Regions from separate parts of the Sus scrofa genome. Here region 1 is linked to region 2. A link is a contact called in public HiChIP or PLAC-seq data. All regions are on one chromosome and are shown on one strand. The core of a region is the stretch at or near the end of the contact, and the rest is flanking DNA. Distances in the headings are between cores, read along the strand shown. Region 1 has its middle 41 kb from the start of PMAIP1. Region 2 holds the start of PMAIP1 (phorbol-12-myristate-13-acetate-induced protein 1).

Region 1 (6,618 bases), core at 1,990-4,489, 41 kb before region 2:
TAATTTCACAGGCCCAAACCCAGCCAATTAGAGTGAAGTCATTTTGCTATCTTTTATAAAGGTCTTGAGATTTTTTTTTTTTAATTTTTTTCCCATCTATTCTATTCTGTCTTCCAAGTTTCTTCCAGGAAATAGCAGTTCAGATGTTACAAAAGTGAGTTCACTGTGCTATCCTTGTGAAATAAACATTTATTCTTTCCTTTAAAAATGTAACTTGGATCAAAAACAGGAGGATAAGAGTGACCTTGGAATGAATACAGGTAGACAGATCATTGTCTGAAAACAGGATCTTCCCTTGTAACTGTGAATTTATCTAGCATACCTCTGAACAAATTCCTTAGAGTTGCCCAGCCTTAAAACAATAGAAGAATCACTTATCTTTTCTTTTTCCAGATTTCTAGCAGTAAAATCTAGGGCAGAGTGGATTAACTTCTTTGCTCCTGCCCCTGTGTGGCTGGCAGTGCTACCTCAAACCATGTGTGGAGACAGGTCCAGTGATTCTCCCTCCCACCCAGGTCTTCTGTGGGCATTGGCCTTGAGGGGCTGGAGAATTCAGGTGATGATTCCTGACCTGTAATGGCCATCTTGGAATCTCCTACAATGACAGTCAGCAACCTGAGGATGGACCTGTTTGCTAGCTCCCTTCTGTATCTTCACTTTTTGCCTCAGGAGGCCTTCAGGAACTGGGATTCCAAACCCATGAATGGATATACCAGATGATTTGTGAGGTCCTTTGCAGCTCTAAGGCTCTAGACTGATGTAGTGGGCCCCAAGCCAGGTATGTTAACCCTTAGATGGGCTACTCCTTGTAGGCTCTTCCAAAGTCCCTGACGACATAGAAGCTTCTCCCTACTGACTTTCACTGGGTTTCCTTTCTCTAGCCTCAGCTTTAGATTGTAATCCAGATAAACAGATAAACCACTCCCCCTCCCCCCCCCCGCCCCACCCCAGGGTGGCCCTCCCCTCCCCCAGCAGTATAAAACATTATACTGGTTATAACAATGTTCACCTTTCTCTGAATGAAAGCTCCAGGACATTTGCTTATTAGGAAGGGGTGAAAAATACTATTGTCTGAAGTCATGGATGGAATGAGGGACTGAAGTGGGTTCTTGGGAGAAGGAAGTATATATCTTACCCATTTCCAGGGTGCCTGGGGCCTGTCTTGTCTAAAACACCCAGCTTGAGGAGTTCCTGTCGTGGCACAGTGGTTAACGAATCTGACTAGGAACCATGAGGTTGCGGGTTCGATCCCTGCCCTTGCTCTGTCGTGGCACAGTGGTTAACGAATCTGACTAGGAACCATGAGGTTGCGGGTTCGATCCCTGCCCTTGCTCAGTGGGTTAATGATCCGGCATTGCCGTGAGCTGTGGTGTAGGTCGCAGACGCGGCTCGGATCCCACGTTGCTGTGGCTCTGGTGTAGGCTGGTGGCTACAGCTCCGATTCGACCCCTAGCCTGGGAACCTCCATGTGCCGCAGGAGCGGCCCAAGAAATGGCAAAAAGACAAAAAAACAAACAAACAAAAATCCACCCAGCTAGAGATTAGGGATGCCAAGACAATCACACTGTCTCCATGAGCCGTGGAGATTCTGGTGAGCAGCTTGGCTTTAATGTGTTCGATGGATCCATCTCCAGTGTACGGTTGCATAATATATTTCACCTGTGTAGTCACACTCCAATCAAGCTATAGCATATTTCCATCACTCCAAAAATTTTTTGCATGTGTCTCTTCGAAGTGAATCCAGACCCAGAGCCCCGGATGACCATTGATGTGTTTACCATCAATACAGATTTGTTCCACCTCCTTTATAATGGGATATAAATGAAAGTATGTCCAGCTTATTTCACACTGCATGATGTTTTTGAGACAAAAAGTGTGGTTCCATGAATCAGTAGTTCATTTCTTTTTATTCATGGGTAATATTTCAGCATGGGTTTTAAGAAAACAATTTTTAACAAAATGTGAAATTTCATTTATTTACTGTTTAAGTCACCAATTGTATTTATTCTTTTTGATTTGATTTGATTTATTTTGGGCCGTGCCTATCGCACAGGGAAGTTCCCAGGCCAGGGATCAAACCCCAAGCTACAGCAACCATCCAAGCCACTAAAGTGATAACACTGCGTCCTTAACCTGCTGTGTCACAAAAGGACTCCTGCTTAATTTTAAATATAGCACTTTTTTAATCTAAAAAAAAGTACTTGTTCATCTATTTATTTAAAAAATACAAAAAAATACAAAGAAGATGGTAAAAATTACCTACAATTCAAATTCAGAGACAACCACTGTGAACATTCTATCTAGTATTCATTCTTGCAGACATCTTCCTGTGTTATACATATACAAACATGCACAGACATATATCTTTAATAAATACAAAACTTTTATTTATTTATTTATTTATTTTGCTTTTTAGGGCCACACCCTCGGCATATGGAGGTTTCCAGGCTAGGGGTTGAATCGAAACTGTAGCTGCTGGCCACAGCAATGCCAGATCCGAACTGCATCTGTGACCTACAACACAGCTCAGGGCAACACAGGATCCTTAACCCACTGAGCGAGGCCAAGGATCGAACCCGCATCCTCATGGATGCTAGTCAGATTCGTTAATTGCTGAGTCACAATGGGAACTCTTATTTATTCTTATAATCTGTTTTCACTCAGCAATTTATTGTCAGGTACAGATCTACAATATTCCACTGTATGTATGAACCATATTTATTTAATCAGATGTTTATTTTGGAACATTGGTCATTTTCAATGTTTTCCTTGTAAACTATGAATGTTCTCCTATATACATACATCTTTCGGCTTTTGTGTGAATAGATTCTTCATAATAATGATGGAATCCCTAGGTCAAACAATATTAACATGTCACATGTTGAACCCTATGGCCAAAGTATCTTCTTGAAAGGTTATACCCACTTCTTCTCCCAGAAATAGATCTTGCTTATTCATTTTTCATGTGCCTTTCCTGAGTTTGGGCAGTATTTCAAATTTTGCCAGTAAGTAAAAACAACAAACAAAACCTGTAGTTATGTGTGAGATTCCCATCTTATTTTGTACCTTTTAATTGACTAATCTTCTAATTATTTCTACAAGATGATTAGGAGACTAGATATCTTTTTGGCAGGACTAGTTTTACACACTGAAATGGGTACAGATCTACTCCTGATTGTGTTTCAGTGTACTTTTCTCCACCTTTTCCACTGCCATGATTTGGCCACTAGAGGGCAGAAATGCTGCAGAAACATAATCTTGGACTGGAACACTTGCCAGAAAGCTTAATAACTAGGCTGCTCCAAGATGGCCTTTAGCATCCCTAGATCATAATTAGCTTTCCCGCCTTTAAGATGTCGTTTGGAATGATAACCAGTGGTATCTGTGTCTAGATTTGTGGTATCTACTTTATACATAAGAGTTATTCTGGTAACCTCAAACAACTTCTCAAAGGAGTATTTTAAAATTTTATTTTGGAGTTCCCAACATGGCTCAGAGCTAACCAACCCGGCTAGTATCCGTGAGGATGAGGGTTCCATCCCTGGCCTCGCTCAGTGGATTAAGGATCCTGTGTTGCTGTGAGCTGTGGTGTAGGCCGGCAGCTGTAGCTCCAATTCAACCCCTACCCTGGGAACTTCCATATGCCATGGAAACGGCCCTAAAAAGGAAGGAAAAAAAAAACCATTTCACTCAAAGATTAATTATATTGTATGTAGCATATGATCCTTACATCAAATCCAAATTAACATTTTAGGTACCCCAGATTTGCAACCTAAGAGACAGAAATTCAGGGTAAAAGAAAATCTGTTCTGACAAAGGGAAATGTAGATTTGAGACCTTTAAACCAGTCACTGGAGCCTTTGATTCCTACATCACTCAGAAGATTGAAGCTGTTGTATAGATATGATGGGTTCTGCCCACTAAAAAGGCTGAAAAATAGTAAAAAGTCAGTAGCAATTTACACGCCAGGCACCCTGGTCTTGTTTTCTAAATCCAATAACTTCCTTATTAAAAGGCATTAGGGGTCCTTGAAAACATGACTGATTTTATGCCTAAAATAAACCACAGGTGAATCTAGAATATCTGCTTGTGCTGAAAGCAATGAGATGCTCAAAGACTGAAGGGATGTGTAATAGGACCCAGCTTGGAAGGGATCCCACTGGCCAAATTTGGGACGTTTTGAGCATCAAAAGAATAATGGCAGTAATGAATACCCACATTTAGAATTCTTTGAAAATTTAAACATTTAAAAATACCAACATCTTTAAAACGTCAATAAAGAATGAAGTTAAGTAGATGGCAGGTGGTAGGAGTCAGGCCTCTCACTGCTGGAACAAGAGGTTACAGATAAGCAAGGGGAGCATGTGGTAATGGACTTGAATTGCCGACATCAGTGTGAACTCATGTTCAGAGTCATGTAGACACAGGTGATTACACAGGGAAATATTTATACATAGGTGTAAATACAGAGTTTAGTATACACACATATATTTCCTTCCTCTGTCGGATGAGAGGGCCTAGAAGGAATGACACTCCAGTGGCAGCTAGCATACGTAGCCCTCAGAGCTTGGTTTCAAATCTCATTCTCCAATTCAAGGCAGCAGAGCTCCTTGGAAAAATGGCTGAGTCTAGGACTCAGCCAGCAACTATACCAGATGAGCCAAGAGCGTCTTACTCCACCAGAAAGTGAGAAAGAGTTTGAAACAAAATTTAAAAAACCTAACCCAAACCCCCACAAGGATGGCAGTATATAAAAGGACACAGGAAGCATTGGAAGATCTCCAGGGCCAACGCTGTTTCAGGTGGAGCAAAAAGTAAATAAAACTGTTTTGGATTATGACCCTAAGTATAAAACGAACATCCATGAATTCATGCTGACATGGTACATGATTGAGAACTGTTAGGTGATAAACTACAACCTAGTATAAAATTTAGAGTTTATTTGAACTAAAATTGATTTGAATGAGGCAGCACCACAGGGGAAGTAGTGAGGAGGATTCCACCAATGGGAGCAGGGAAGGGACTTTTATAGAGAAAAGGTGGAAACAGAGTAAGGAAAATTTTTTTTTTTTTTGGTCTTTCTGCCTTTTCTAGGGCCGCTTCCACGCCGGATCCTAGCCGTGTCTGCAATCTACATCACAGCTCACAGCAGGATCCTTAACCCACTGAGCAAGGCGGGATCGAACCCGCAACCTCATGGTTCCTAGTTGGATTCGTTAACCACTGCGCCACGACGGGAACTCCCAGAGTAAGGAAAATATTGATTGGCTATAACCTAAAGCCTAATTGGCTGTTGATAATTTGTTGTCCTTAGGTTTCAATTTTGTAACTTTGAGGCATTAACAAGCTTAGGTTTTGATTTGCTTCCATAGGCGGCCACAGCATTAAAGCCACCACAGCCTAATGGGCTCCTGTAGAATTAATTTAACACTCCATCAATAAATAGGGGAGAAGAGAGAAATCTCTTGAACAAAGGAATTCCAACTAATTTTTGTAGCTACTCCACCTTTAAGGGAGCATAACTCCCCATTTGTTGATACCATGTACCCTTGCTATGATGTGATGATATGTTATAATGAAAGCATTATTATTAGGAAAATGTCCTTATTCTCAGAAAATACATACTGAAGTATTTAGGGGTGAAGCACTATGATTTCTGCAACTTAATGTTATAGCAAGAAAACGAGTATGTGTATGTGTGTGTGTTTCCATATATTTCCATAATATAATAGTATATGTTTCCATATATATTATATATTTTTTCATATATATATATTACATACACTTATGCATGCATAGAGATAAAGAGAATTGGCAAAGGTTAACAGTCAGTCGATGAATCTGGTGACAGCTATGTTCATTATTATCTTTCTATGCTTCTGGGGATTCCCATTTCCAAAATAAAAAGTTGGGAGAAATAAATTCCAAAACCATGAAATATTTGAAATGTACATATTTAGCAAATACATTTAAAACAAAAATACAATATAATCATGCTAAAATAGGATTTCAAAATCAAACAGTAATTATAGAATCCCTAAAAACGATTGGGGCCCCACAGGCTGTGTGGTCTGATAACAAACACAGGTTTGAAGCTGACTGAGGAACATCTTTCTGTTACCATGAGATGATTTTAGAGCTGGTTCTTTGCAGAGAACATCGAGGATCCAAAAGTGAGGCCTGAAGTTTGAGCCACATTCCCTGCTCCCTGCGGTGCAGACCGAGATTGTGCGGCTCTATTTACACACAATGGTCCCACGCACCCCGACCCTGGAGCTATTCTCTACCTGGGAAATTCCTTCAGTTAAAACATCCCTGCAAGGCAAAGAAGGCCAAAGCAGTGAACTACCTTTCACATGCACAAACATCCCTTTTATGGAGTCTTCCAATCCTTTCCCTTCACCATGGCTTAGTTTACAAAATTATCAGTTTGAAAGACGCAGCAAGGAGTTTGGGCTGGTGGAGGCAGGAAAATGAAAGCTGGAGCCTGGCTGCTTCCTGGGGAGGGATCCTCCTCTGGGTGGGCAGAGGTGGAGGGGTGGGCAGCTGAGGCACCCTGGTGGTCCCCTTTGGGGCCAGCTGGGACCCAACGTGAGGGGTGACCCGAATGAGAAGGGA
Region 2 (6,665 bases), core at 2,510-5,009:
ATCCATGAGGACACAGGTTTGATCCCTGGCCTGGCCTTCCTCAGTGGGTTGAGGACCCAGTGTTGCCATGAACTGTGGTGTAGGTTGAAGACACAGCTTGGATCTGGCATTGCTGTGGCTGTGGAGCAGACCAGTGGCTATAGCTTCTGTTTAGCCCCTCGCTTGGGAACCTCCAAATGCTGCGGGTGTGGCCTTAAAAAGACAAATAAAGAAAAGAAAAAGAAAAAAGAAAAAAGAAAAGAAACACTGAATCCTTAACCCCCTGAGCAAGGCCAGGGATCAAATCTGTATCCTCACAGACACTATGTCAGGTTTTTAATCCTCTGGGTCACAATGGGAATTCCAGGATATACAGGAATTTTAATAAAGACAGGGTTGAAACAGGGACTGTCTTTGCTGACACTAGCATCTTATATGAAAATTACCATAACATATATCTTGACCAGTCACACTGTCTTGGGTCTTGACTTGATTCTGCTAGGCACATTGCTGCCAGAGTGAACCTTCTAAAATTTGGTCACATCACTCATGTGCTTAAAACCTTCAGTGATGCCCCCTGTGATGTCTGCCCCATGTGTGCCCCATGAAGTCTGTGAAATCATGGGAAAACTCCTCAGAACTCCTCAGGTGGCTTCTCTCCCCACTCCCCCTCTGCCTGCTCTTCAGTCTCTGCATGGAACGTATTTCTTCCTTTTGACCTCATTGCTCAGCCAACTCCTATTCACACCTTGTATCTCTTTGGAGCTGCCTTTCCTGCTCAGTTGCCCTCCAAGTGGTCCCACAGTCTGCTATAATTTCCCTGGTACAACCATGATGCACATCTTCTTGCACCTGGCTGTGTACTTACCTGTATTAAAGTCTAGACTTACTACTCAGGCTGGTACTTAGGGCCCAAAGGCATGAGCATCACCAGAGTCTAAGAGGCAGAATCTCAAACCCAGCCAGAGGTCCACAATCAGATGCGCATTTGAATTAGACCCTCAAGTGATTCTTCTGCACATTGAATTTGTGTGGGGCTGGTCTCTTTGAAGTAGTTTCCATGCGGGTAGGAAGCACTGTCTCCTCAGAATCCAGCACAGTGTTGGTCTTAAAACAGAGATTTAAGTGATCAGTGCATCAGGCTGATTTTGTGTTAACACATATGCCATACAGGAAAAAAAACAGTCTCTTTTTAACAGAATCAACAGACACAGGCCTATAGCCTATACATTTTGTCATAGGTTTCCTTAAAATTCCACCCTCATTCATCTCTCATATCCTCTTGTTTTCCTGTCAAATCCTATTTTCTGCATGAAATAGATGGATGACTATTCTATTAGCAATCATGTTTACTTTTTTTTTTTTTTTTTTTAGTAATTAAAAAAAAAAATTCCAAGTGACAACACAGGCCTGGCCAAATTTACACTGTTATTTCTGAACTTGTCCATGAAAACTAAAACCTGGTAATAGTTTAAAAAATTGTCTTCACCAGTCCTTTTTTAAAAAACAGATAATTGAGGATTCATTATTTTGTCAGCCCCTGGGTCCAAATATCCCATGATTCTATTTCTTACAGTGCAGGTTCTCATTAAATGATACATAACTTTTCCAGAAAGGTAAACAGTTTAGAATAGAAAGCCTTTTCACACACAGCTCTTAATTCTCTTAATAGAATGTTAGACCAGAGGAAGAGTTTATGGACCATCTAAAATCTAAAATCTTCACAAGTCCCCCATAAATGTCTGATTTGGGCCCATTTCTGAAGCCCACCCTCCCCTTTTCCTTCCAGCAAGTTGAATTTGCAGTTCCCTAAGTCACAACTTGCCTAAAATTCGTATCTAGTATGGGTCACGTGGCCAACAACCTCTTATAATGATAATGTTAGAGGTCAAGATTGACACACCCTTTGTAGTAAACATGATGTAATGTGTTTTTCTTTTGTTGAATGTCTATACTGCATCTCAGGGTGCAGGAGTTGATGAGAAGTTTACTAATTTATCTAATCAGGGATCCAACGGTGTCAGTCAAAAAGAGCCTTGAGAATTTTGGGGGGCTACCAGGTTCAAGATAAGCTGCATCTCTCTTGGGCTTCCTGTGACATGTGGTGGTTAACTCCTGAATTTTGTGTATTCTTATCCCTGGGTGTTCATCACACTCAAAACCAAATTGTTTAAATTCAAGAGTAGTTTTGTTCCATGCTTATAGCATTGTCTACATTTCTGCAGGACCAAGCCACAAATAAAAACCTGCAGGTTTGTGTTGATTGAGTGACTTAAGGTAAACAAACAAGTTCAAATGCCTACTGGGGCCAGATCAAGTAAATGAGAAAAACAAACAGCAGGGAGCGTGGCCAACCTGAGTGACCCCGCCCAATGTCTCTCTACGGGGAATGGCAGCCTCCAGCCCGCTCTGCTCTTTAGGAAAACGGATCCTGCGTTGTCAGGAACTAATGATTTCCTAAAGGAAGCCAGAAATCTGGACTTTTAATGTAATCTCTCCATTTTTAAATGTTGGAAAACCAATTCGAATTTTCACAAGACATCTGGTAGACCAATACGGAGAACCAAACCAAGCACTTCTAGAAAGTCATGGAGCTCTAAGCAACCAATTTACAGCCTCTGCATTATTCAGGGCAGATAATAAAAGAACACTCTTTTTCTAAAACACTGATTCCTGGTAAGGCGGCAGTGGGTAAGAGGGCTTGCTCGGTATGGGCCTGCCAGGGTTCAGATTCTGCCACTGATCTCTGCCTGTGTGAGCTGAGGCAACTCGATCTCTGCAAATTTCAGCTTTTGAACCACACGATCTAAAGTGGCCACACGATGCTAAGAATGCCAGCTTGGTAGGGTAGTTCTGAGGACAGAATAGGAAATGCCTGCGGAATCCCTTAGCATGAAGGGGTCCTCAATACCTATGACCATTCCAAATGACTCCTCCTTTTTACAAAAACAAAAGTATTCAAGTGCCAGCCAAACATCGTGCAAATAACTTCCTATTCCCAGATTCCTCATTCTTTCCTCCACCAAAGCATTGAAAGTTTTCTACACGATGACCTACTCTTTTTTTGTGTTACTAAACATCTACAATGGTCAGGAGACCCATGGGGAATAAACGCTCTACTTTTTCAACCCAGCCGTGAATTAGTTAGCCCCCTCCCTCATTCACATTCCCTCCCCCTCCCAAATCTAAAGTGTTTGCTCGCGTGCTCCGAGTTTTCAATTTGCAACAATTTCCCAATAGTTTCAGTTTCAATCTGGTACTTTTCTCACTTGGCTTCTGGTACCATCTCTATGGTTATTAAAGTTTTCTTCATTTCACGTCCCAGAAACTTCCTAAGTTCTCGGAGTTTGAAAACTGTCCTCTTCTAAACTCTTTTCGGGGTTTGTTTACAGACGTCGCTAATTGCCCATTTCTGATAAGGACGAAGCTCCAGGATTCCCCATCCCCAACCTTCTGCTAGGAGAACCTTTCTCCGCTCGCGACTCCTACACCCCGACAAGTCTGCAGCTGACTCGTTTGTCAAGGAAGTAATTTCCAGGCTGGGCCTTGCCTCTCCCGCCAAGCTCCCGGCGCCCCCCGCCGCGGATCGGCGCCGCCGCAGGTCGCCAGCGGGTCCCGGCGGGTCGCGCTGCACCGCGCGCTGCGCTGGGCCAGTTACTCGCTCCCCCCGCCCCTTTGCGCGCTGGTCCGAGGGGGCGGGGACAGGGGCGGGCCCGGCGTCAAGTTTCTCTACGTCACTGGGAAGTCCCCATTAGGTCGGAGCGCGGGCAGCGGCGGGAGCGCCAACCTCAGAGGCTTTTGGGCGTTCAGGGTGTTGCTTTTCTAGCTCTCTCCCGCTTGCTCGCTTCTGCCCGACCGCCCCGCGCGCAGCCTGCTACCTGCAGAGCCAAGGTGCTCGGGTCCGGGGACTGAGTTCTCGGAGTTTTGCGGCAAAGTTCCGGCTGCTGTTTGCGGAGATGCCTGGAAGGAGGTCTCGTAGGAACACTCAGACGAACCCTACGCGGGTGGCCCTCCCGCCAGGTAGAGAGCAGCTGGGGCCCGCGGAGATCCTGACCCGGGGCGGAGGCTGGGGTCGAGGTCTCGGTCCGGGCGGAGTCACCCCATGTGCGCCGGGCCTCAAGGTCAGGCCGGCGCTGTGCCCTTGCACATGTTTTAGGGGCGCCGGCAGGAAGTTCTTTAGGGGTTTAACCGCGGACCGTGGATATGACCAGGGAGGGAGTCCGGCTTAGGGTTGGGATGCAGCAGCATTTCAGAGGATGCTGAGATCAGCTTTCCCATCCCCACTTGTTCTGCCCCTGGGCCATGGGAAGAAAAAGAGCAAGTACGGGCGCCAGCCACGCGGAGAAAGTCATTGCCATGGCGGGTGGGGCCGAGAGAGGCTCCAGGAGCTTCCTGGCCTCCCAGCGTTTTCTGAGGGAGGCCCTCTCCCTCCCGTATTCTGGATCTTTTGAGCCTTACCCCCCTACCCCAGGCAGTAATAATGCTTGATACTATCACAGGCCTTCCACAAAAAACTGACGGAGGGGTTGGAGGTCCCACAAGGACTGGTGAAATCAGGATAATAGAAAGTTTTTCTTCTTTGTTAGAAGTGTAACATTTTAACAATCGATATTAGCTGCAGAAATGGGGTAGGAGAACAGGAGTTGGTCCGCAATGTTTTTCAATCCACCCGTTCCTCTGCCCTTCCCCATCCGTGTACCTCATCAAATAATTTAAGGTCGGTTTCCTTATAAATCTTATCAAATGGAGCAGCCATCTGCTCCTAAGGAGCAGTTGCAAAGAAGGCAAATAAGTCTCTGAGCTGGAAATCTGTGTGGGTCATACTGCTGTTACATCAGATGGTAATAGGCCGTTTTATACTTAGTTTAACTTTTTAGAGCCCATGGACCGCTCAAAGGAAGTGGTGCATTGCCCGTGTGGTCATGGCAAAGCTGGCACCAGGCTGCTCTCTTGACTCTTGCTTGGGAGGGAAGAAACTTTGCCCGTCTTTTGTGCTGGCCCAGAAATCTGGCCATGTTTCAAAAAATTTCCCATCATCTTCAAGAGCCGACTTACTCCCTATTAATAAGAGACAGCAGAAAGGTCCCTCTTAAACTTGGTTAGACAGTAATACAGTAAAAACAACAAAAAAACAAACAAAACCAAAATTAAGGTATAAGTGACATGTAACATTGTATTAGTTTTAGATGTACACCATGATTTGATATATGTGTGTACTATGACATGATTACCACAGTAAGTTTAGTTAACATCGATCACCACACAGTTACATTTTTTATTAATACATTTATAGATGTAACAAAAAATTAATACATTTATAGATGTAAAAAACAAAAAGGAAAGAACTAGGTGCTATTATCTGCCCTTTTTAATGAAAGGGATAGTTTTTCCTCTTACAATTCAGGGCTTCCAAAATTGTATGCTAAGTGATAATTTGTTTCTGTTTTTGTTTTTTAGGATAGCATGTTAATATATTCCACTCACTGAAAAAAACATGTCTTTGTAGATACTTCTCCAAATGCTTGACGCCGTAGCCTATAAAGAAAGATAGCTTACAAGAGATTTATTAGGTCTCAGAGATTATATAAAGTTTTTTTTTTTAGGAATTATGAAAATTTAACTCAGCTCTTAGGAAAAGATAAATTGGTTGAAATGTAGGTTTAAAAATCCACTTTAATATATATTTACAGTTTTTGTTTATCTGAGCCTAAATAGGCTATCTGCAGGGTCTGCTTATAAAATAAATCAGATTTTAACTTACAGTCATAATTTTTAGTGTTTATAATCATGATGTTGAATTGAACCAAAAAGAAGCGGAATTGTTCTTGGAAATATCCAAGAAAATTGAAATTATGACCAGTATAGATTTGGTGTTAATTCCATCTACTTAAAAAGTTCACTTGGAAATTAGATTATAAAGATTCCCCCCCATACAATATCTTAAAAAGTAGTAAGTATATGAATTAAATATTACTTATTTTGTGCTTCACTTATCTCCATAAAGGCAATGGATTGGTACAGTTTGGGGAGACTTTGGCTTAGACTCATGTGTAAACTTATAATTATTTTAGAAAATGTGGACTTCATTTTGGAATAAGATTTTATGAATCCTTCAAGAGAAAATTTCATGAGGCTAAGAATACATTTAGATTTGCCTAGTATGAGGGCATAATTTGAGCTATGAATTATTGGTTGCCATTTACAAAATAAATTATACTCAAAAACAACATAGAAGAATTTAGAATTTGACTTGTCTCTAACCAATTTTAAATGAGAAAGAAAAGGATGACATCAGTTGGGTTGGCAAAGGCTTGCTGTTTGTGGTGTGTGACATAAATGTCTATATTTGAAAGTAAGATAACATTTGCCTCATCCAGGATTGCAAAATAAATGTCTTTATTCTTTAACTTTTGGTTGTTTATGAATCACCGTGTATTGGTGTATGTCACGTGTGTGTGTTTGAGAGGGGCAGCAAGTAGCCTTTCTCACATTTTAGAAAACAAGTGTGCTTAAAAGGTAAACGCTGGGATAAACACTCAACTTGTCTCTGGGATGAACGTTTTAACTCTTGCTGGTTGCCGTTTGCAATGTTGTCAGGATAACTTTGATGTTTTCTTTTTCAGATCCTGAAGTCGAGTGTGCCATTCAGTTCAGAAGGATTGGAGACAAACTGAACTTCCGGCAGA

The links. HiChIP or PLAC-seq counts read pairs in DNA pulled down with a chosen protein or histone mark.
Region 1: an H3K27ac HiChIP or PLAC-seq map of alveolar macrophages shows a contact between it and region 2, with 4 times the contacts expected there. The contact joins the enhancer-like site here to the promoter of PMAIP1 in region 2. A contact is called at or near these places in 1 of 5 promoter capture datasets (liver), 6 of 47 Hi-C or Micro-C datasets (alveolar macrophages, blood, embryonic fibroblasts and 2 more) and 1 of 2 datasets of contacts at active chromatin or transcription factors (alveolar macrophages).

The regions. Positions count from the first base shown.
Region 1 is chr1:161,225,877-161,232,494 of Sscrofa11.1, reverse strand. No RefSeq gene overlaps it. Among named protein-coding and RNA genes, the nearest start is that of PMAIP1, 41 kb to the right of the region's middle. Within about 2 kb of position 3,239, at least 1 of the 83 cell types and tissues checked has an H3K27ac peak or open chromatin away from gene starts, as enhancers often do. A contact at or near this core is called in alveolar macrophages, where this site is marked.
Region 2 is chr1:161,185,232-161,191,896 of Sscrofa11.1, reverse strand. It overlaps PMAIP1 (phorbol-12-myristate-13-acetate-induced protein 1), which reads left to right and starts at 3,759. Exons shown (of 2, transcript NM_214147.2): 1 at 3,759-3,999; 2 at 6,603-6,665. The coding sequence starts at 3,936.